2 separate regions of the Pan troglodytes genome follow, and region 2 is linked to region 1. Evidence: chromatin contacts called from public HiChIP or PLAC-seq data. All regions are on one chromosome and are shown on one strand. Each heading gives the region's core, a stretch centred on a gene start, on an enhancer-like site or on the middle of the called end of the contact. The rest is flanking DNA. Distances are from core to core; before and after follow the strand shown.

Region 1 (3,298 bases), core at 509-3,008:
TAGCTACCACTTCTTACCTACATAACTTTGGGCAAGTTGTTTGGCCTCACTGGACCTCAGTTTACTTACCCAGTGGGGATAACAAGATCAACTTTATAGGGTGAAGGAGTGAAATAACCTGTGTAAAATGTTCCATGCAGTGCCTGGCACACAGGAAACCTCATTAAACATTGGCTATTTATTTTGTTTTGCCTTTAGGTCCTTTAGATATACTTTTTTTTTTTTTTTTTTTTTTTTTTTTTTTTTTTTTTTTGAGACGAGTCTCACTTTGTCGCCCAGGCTGGAGTGTAGTGGTGCAATCTGGGCTCACTGCAAGCTCCGCCTCCCGGGTTCACGCCATTCTCCTGCCTGAGCCTCCCAAGTAGCTGAGACTACAGGCGCCCGCCACCATGCCTGGCTAATTTTTTGTATTTTAATAGATATGGGGTTTCACCGTGTTAGCCAGTATGGTCTCGATCTCCTGACCTCATGATCCGCCCGCCTCGGCCTCCCAAAGTGTTGGGATTACAGATGAGCCGCGCCCGGCCTTTTTATGTTTGTTTTTGTTTTGAGACGCTCTGTTGCCTAGGCTGGAGGGCAATGGCGCGGTCTCGGCTCACTGTGATCTCCGCCTCAAGCAATTCTCCTGCCTCAGCCTCCCGAGTAGCTAGGATTACAGGCATGCACCACCACACCCGGGTAATTTTTGTATTTTTAGTAGGGACGGGGTTTCACCATGGCCAGCCTGGTCTCGAACTCCTTACCTCAGGTGATTCTTCCGCCTTGGCCTTCCAACGTGCTGGGATTACAGGCGTGAGCCACCACACCCGGCCTGCCTTTACGTATACTTTTTGAGTGCTTCCCTTTTCACTTTGTTTTTCTTCCATTTCCTTTTCCCCAAGAGAAGAATAAAAGGATTTTTGTAAACTTTTTTTATTTTTATTTTGGGACGGAGTCTTTGGTCTGTCGCCCAGGCTGGAGTGCAATGGCGCGATCTCGGCTCACTGCGACCTCCGCCTCCCAGGTTCAAGCGATTCTCCTGTCCCAGCTTTCCGAGTAGCTGGGATTACAGGCACAGCGCCACCAGGCCCAGCTAATTTTTGTATTTTTAGTAGAGACGGGGTTTGGCCATGTTGGCCAGGCTGGTCTCGAACTCCTGACCTCAGGTGATCCGCCAGCCTCGGCCTCTGAAAGTGCTGGGATTACAGGCGTGAGCCACCGCGCCCGGCCTTTTGTAAACTGTTAAGTCCATTTTTTTCTGAGGAAAAGTGACGAATTTTTAAGGGATAAAGCAGTGAAAGTAGGCTGAGGTCACGGGGCACGAAGGGAAGAAAAGGTTGGGAGCGAAAAGAACTCTAGTGGCGGACAGTAGTGGGCAGGACCAGCTGACATCCAAGAGAAGCCCTGACCTGAGAGATCGATCTGGCCTCCGGGAGTGGAGACAGAGGTACCGCCTGGGTGGGAGCCGGAACGGATTCGATTCCAACAGGCTGAGAAAGGAGAATGTCCCTGTAAAGGAGCTAGGCCTGAAATAAGGGGTGTGGCCGTGGCTGGATGGAAGAGTGAGGGAGGAGTAGAAGCGTGGCCTAGACCAGCAGCAAAAGAGGGCGGGCCCAGGGCCGCCCGAGGCGTGGTCCCAGGGCCGGGCTGGGCGAGTCAGAGGCTCGGGAAGGGGCGTGGATCCCCGGAGGCGGTCCCCGGGTTGCAGTGAGGGAAATGGGCCGGGAGGAGAGATGGGCGGTGAAGAGGCCCGGCCCTGCCAGGGAGGCGGGCGGATCCGTGGCAGTGACCAGAAGGGGCCGGAAGGGGGTGGCCGCCGGCCGGGCCCCGCCCTGGGGCCGCCTCCCCGCGGGTTCCGTTGGCTGTGGCGGCAGCTGACGCTTGTGGCGGCGGTGGTTTCGGGGTGGGCGTAAGATGGCGACAGCGCAGGGACCCCTAAGCTTGCTGTGGGGCTGGCTGTGGAGCGAGCGCTTCTGGCTACCCGAGAACGTGAGCTGGGCTGATCTGGAGGGGCCGGCCGACGGCTACGGTTACCCCCGCGGCCGGCACATCCTCTCGGTGTTCCCGCTGGCGGCGGGCATCTTCTTCGTGAGGCTGCTCTTCGAGCGGTGAGAGCCCGGGAGCGAGCGGCTCGGGGGCCGGGCGCGGGCCGGGGGCGCCCCGCTGTGGGAAGGGCCGAGGGCCGGAAGCAGAACTGCAAGGAAAGCCCGGAAGCAGGGGCTGGGGGAGCTTGGGCCGCGGCGGGTGATGCTAGGCGCGTGGGCGAGGTGGTAGCCTAGATGGAGAAGGAGTTTGGGGCGTGGGCAAGAGAAAGAGTGAGGGTCTAGGGGAATGCTGGGACCCTTCAATGTTAGATCCGGAGTTGGATTGGGGGGGTTATATAGGCCTCCTCCCAACCTCCAAGGGTCCTACAGATGAGGAAACAGGTTCAGTGTGAGCTCTGGCAGAGGCCCCGAAGAGAGGGATAGGAAGGGGCCAGGAGAACCAGAGCTAGTTGTGACCATGGAAGCCGAGGGGTCAACGCAAGGGCCAGACGTTCCAAGGGAAAGGAATGGACTCATCAGACTCTTAAGATTTGTTAGGACGCTTGAGTTTCCGAGAATTGGGGGGAACAGGATTAGTTTGGCCCTAAGAGTTGGTTTGGTATGTCAACTCATGCACGTTTGTTGGTAGGAGGGTAGAAATCTGGTTGGGATAGGGTGTGGTGGAGCCCTAGGCTTCCAAAGTAATGGAAAGATGTCAGATTAGTTGCAGAACAGGCCTTGGGGCCTGAAATGGAAGGAGGAGTGTTCGAAGGCATGGAGGAGAGCCACAGGGCTTTATCAGAGGACAGCTATATTGAGCCAGATTCTTTTTTTTTTTTTTTTTTTTTTTGAGACAGAGTTTCGCTCTTGTTGCCCAGGCTGGCGTGCAATGGCACGATCTCGGCTTACCGCGACCTCCGCCTCCCCTGTTGAAGCGATTCTCCTGCCTCAGCCTCCCGAGTAGCTGGAATTACAGGCAGGCGCCACCACGCCCTGGCTACTTTTTGTATTTTTAGTAGAGACCGGGTTTCGCCATGTTGGCCAGGCTGGTCTGTAACTCCTGACCTCAAGTGATCCGCCCGCCTCTGCCTCCCAAAGTGCTGGGATTACAGGCGTGAGCCACCGCACCCGGCCTTAAGCCAGCTTCTAAATGAGTTTAGCAGAATTGCAATATACTTTGTTCAACCACGTGATTTCACCTTTAAGTGAATGGATCATATGTTTGTCCAAGATAAAGATATTCACTGAGGCTTTGGTGTGTGATATTATAATGTGAATTTATACCTGTGGGTGAT
Region 2 (3,264 bases), core at 121-2,620, 210 kb after region 1:
AACCCCCAGCCCCCATAAGCTGGCATTTACCCTCCATCCTGTGGGCAGCTGCCCGGTTTGCCTGCCTCACACCCCATCCCGGCCTCCTGCCCATGCCTGGCCCCATGCCAGTGCCAGCCTTAAACCCGTCTCTCCAGTGCGGCTGACTCACAGCTTGACAATGGCCAAGCAAATCCTCCTCTGTGTTTGATTAATGAACCCAGTTTGCATGGGGTTGGGGGCTGACTCTGGGGCTGCAGGAGGTGGGAGGGAGGCAGGGGTGCGGGGTTGAGGGGAGGAGCACAGGTTGGGGAAAGAGGGAACCAATACTCAACAGAAACTGCTCTGCACTGGCCCCACATTAGGGGGTTCCTATCTACGGTTTCTAAATGTGAGCCCCTTGACACCTGCTGTGGCAGACACAACCATCCCCATGGAGGCGCTGAGAACAATGAAGCACAGACAGGCCAGGGTCACCCAAAGCCATGATGACAGCCCGCTTTTCTCTGGTGGTTCTACTCAACCGCTCCACTGAGGTGATGGGAGAGGTGAGGGGCCCAGGAGGAAAGTGGAGCTCAAAGGTGAGACAGGAGGAGGCAGAAGTTTCTGGCAGGAGAGGAGGGGTAGCAGGCATTGGAGAGAGACCAGGGTGGGCCAGCATGAGGGGAGGGGGAGAGGAGGTGGGCAGGAAGGGAGCACACATCAGCCTGGAGAGTTGCCTTCCTGGCCTTGGGAGGCTCTGCCTTCCTGGTGAAGGGTGTGGGCTGGCCCACTCTGCGGCACCCGTTTTTTCCAGGTGGGGTAAGAGGCCTGGTCCTGAGCCCACCCCAGGGTCGAGGCTCCCACCCCCCCAGGGCACTCACAGCGTTGACGGCCAGATTGCCCCGGGCATTGAGCGGTGCCACACCGTAGAGGATGCTGGCCCCGGCAATGGCGCCCACCAGCTGGGCCGCCACGTAGAAGAAAGCCCGGAGCAGCGAGATCTGGTTGCCCACCAAGAGGGCCAGGGTGATGGCGGGGTTGATGTGGCCGCCGCTCACGGGTCCCAGGGCCTGGGCCAGCGTGCCTATGGCCAGGCCAAACGCCAGCGCGATCTGCAGGATGGTAGGCAGCGCCGACGGCCACTTGAGGGCTGAGCCCAGGCCAAAGAAGACGAAGATGAGGGTGGCCAAGAACTCGGCGAACACGGCCTTGAGGAAGGCCACGGAGCACACCTCCTTCTTCATGGTGGCCGCGGGGGCCCGGCGGCAGCTGCCGCGGCGGGGGGCGCCCGTTGGGTCGCAGGCGGCGGAGGAGGTGGATGCGGCGGGGGCGGGGGCCTGGCTGCGGGGCGCCGCGCACTGTCCCGCGCCCACTCCGAGGCTGGCGGCCTGGCGCGGGCCCTGCTGGGGCGCGCTATATAGGGGGCGGGCGGCCGGGCGCGGGGCCGGCGCGGGGGGGCAGGGGGCGGCTCCTACGCTCGGGGGCCAGCGCGGCGCGCGGGTTGGGAGGCTCCAGGCCGCTGCGGGCCCGCCGCTCCCGGTCGTCCAGCGCAACCCCGGCGCGACCCCCGCCCCCCGGCCGGGGCAGCCGCCGGCCCGTCCGGGCCACGTGACCCAGGCGGCGGTGTAGACCGGCCCAGCGTCCCGGGCCCTGCGCATGATGCGCCCAGGTTGGCTCCCGCGCTCTCCTCGGTGCCGGGCGCCCCGGACTCCCTGGGAGACGGGGCTCGGTCCCGGCGCTTCACTCCGACCTCGGGGCGTCTAGCTCCGCCGGCCCTTACCGCGCTCCGTGCGCGGCCTTCCCCTTTTCTTCTCTTCGGGCTTTTGGTCCAGCTCCTCCTTTTCCTCCTGCGACCGGAGCATCCTGACCCGCCTCACCCCCGGCTGGGTCGGAGTGATGCTCGTCCCGCAGGTCGGCGCCGCTCACCTCCCTCACCGCCGGCGGCGGGGGCGGGCGGCCGGGCTGGGTCCTGCAGGGCGGTCCGGCCGTCCGACGTGGGCCGCTCCCGGCCTGGGCCGGGCGAGCTTCTGGGCTTGGAAGGCTGGCGTTTTGGGAAAAGTGGGCACCGTGCCAGCCTGCCCCGACGCTTCGCAATCCTTGACGCCCGGTAGCTGGGCAGTACCTGGACTAGGCAACGGACCCCCGGAGGCGCCCTCTCCCAGGCCGGGGTTCCCCTTGTCGACGGGACGGGACGGGGGTGTGACGTGAGGCCTTGAGACTCTGGGAGTTGGAGTGGGGGAGCAGGCGGGGTAGAGACGCACCACTGACCTCCCAAGCGCGGTCTTGGCGTCTTCCCTCTTCCTGCTAGAAGCCCCTCACCCTGGATCTAAGACTCTCCTTCTCTTCCTCCACCTCCCCTAAGTCTCCTTCGAACCCTCACTTGGTCTTGATCTCTCTCCCCTCGAAATCTGTTTCTGTCAGTCAGTCTTTGCAAAACCTTATTTCTCTTTTTGTCTCTGTCTTTGGTCTCTGACCCTCTCCCTCTGCCAGCCTCTTCCTCTCGGTCTCTCTCCGAGAGGTCTCTTTCTCATTTCAGTCTCTCTGTTCTCCACCTCTCCATCTCTCTCTCTCTCACACCTTCTCATTTTCTGTTTTTCCTTCCTGCCTTTTGCTGTCTTAGTCTCTCTGTCTCTGTCTATTCATTTCTCTCATCCTGCAGTTTCTGTCTCCTGGCTATTTTCACCTTTTCTCTGCCTCTTAATTTTTGTGCCTTTCTTTGTTTCTGTCTGTTTCTACTCATTTTCCATGTCTCTCTCTCTTACATGTGGTCTTTCTCAGTCTCCCCAAAGTCAAGTTCTTCTACCCCTGGTCTGGGTGACACTTTCTTCCAGTTCCCATCCCCCTTCCCTCTGAGCTTGTAACCCCTTTGTAACCTGCTGCCTCCTCGCACACCACCCTCTCCCTCTTCCCACCCACTCCAGGTCGGGCATGTGGAGAATGAGGCTGGAGGGCTCTCTAGGGCTTAGAGGGGGAGGACCCACCCCCAGGATCCCGGGAGAGGAGCTGCATTAAAGACTCCCATTCCCATGTGTGTTAGAGAAGCCCTTAGCACAGTGCCTGGCACAGAGTAAGGCTCAGTAAAGTCTCCTTACGTTGTGACTGTTAATTTTAAAAGCCCCTTGAAGGTTTAGTGTGGTGCTAAGCTAGGGGGAAGAGTCCAGCGGGAGGGTGCAGAGGAAGTAGAGAACAGGTGCCTCCCCTGTCAGTTTGTCAGGCAGGGCTGAGGGGAGGAGCCTGCAGGAATGCTAAGGACTTGGAGGAGCGGGCTCTGGGCTCTGTGGCAGCTAAGATGCCAAAGAAAAC

Evidence for each region. HiChIP or PLAC-seq counts read pairs in DNA pulled down with a chosen protein or histone mark.
Region 2: an H3K4me3 HiChIP or PLAC-seq map of stem cell-derived excitatory neurons shows a contact between it and region 1, with 6 times the contacts expected there. The contact joins the promoter of AQP5 here to the promoter of CERS5 in region 1. A contact is called at or near these places in 1 of 7 Hi-C or Micro-C datasets (stem cell-derived neural progenitor cells) and 1 of 1 datasets of contacts at active chromatin or transcription factors (stem cell-derived excitatory neurons).

What each region holds. Positions count from the first base shown.
Region 1 is chr10:45,702,951-45,706,248 of NHGRI_mPanTro3-v2.0_pri, forward strand. CERS5 (ceramide synthase 5) reads left to right here and starts at 1,759. Exons shown (of 11, transcript XR_010148304.1): 1 at 1,759-2,087.
Region 2 is chr10:45,908,708-45,911,971 of NHGRI_mPanTro3-v2.0_pri, forward strand. It overlaps AQP5 (aquaporin 5), which reads right to left and starts at 1,371. Exons shown (of 4, transcript XM_001157125.7): 1 at 843-1,371. The coding sequence starts at 1,205. LOC104001538 (a long non-coding RNA gene) reads left to right here and starts at 303. Exons shown (of 2, transcript XR_673400.5): 1 at 303-560.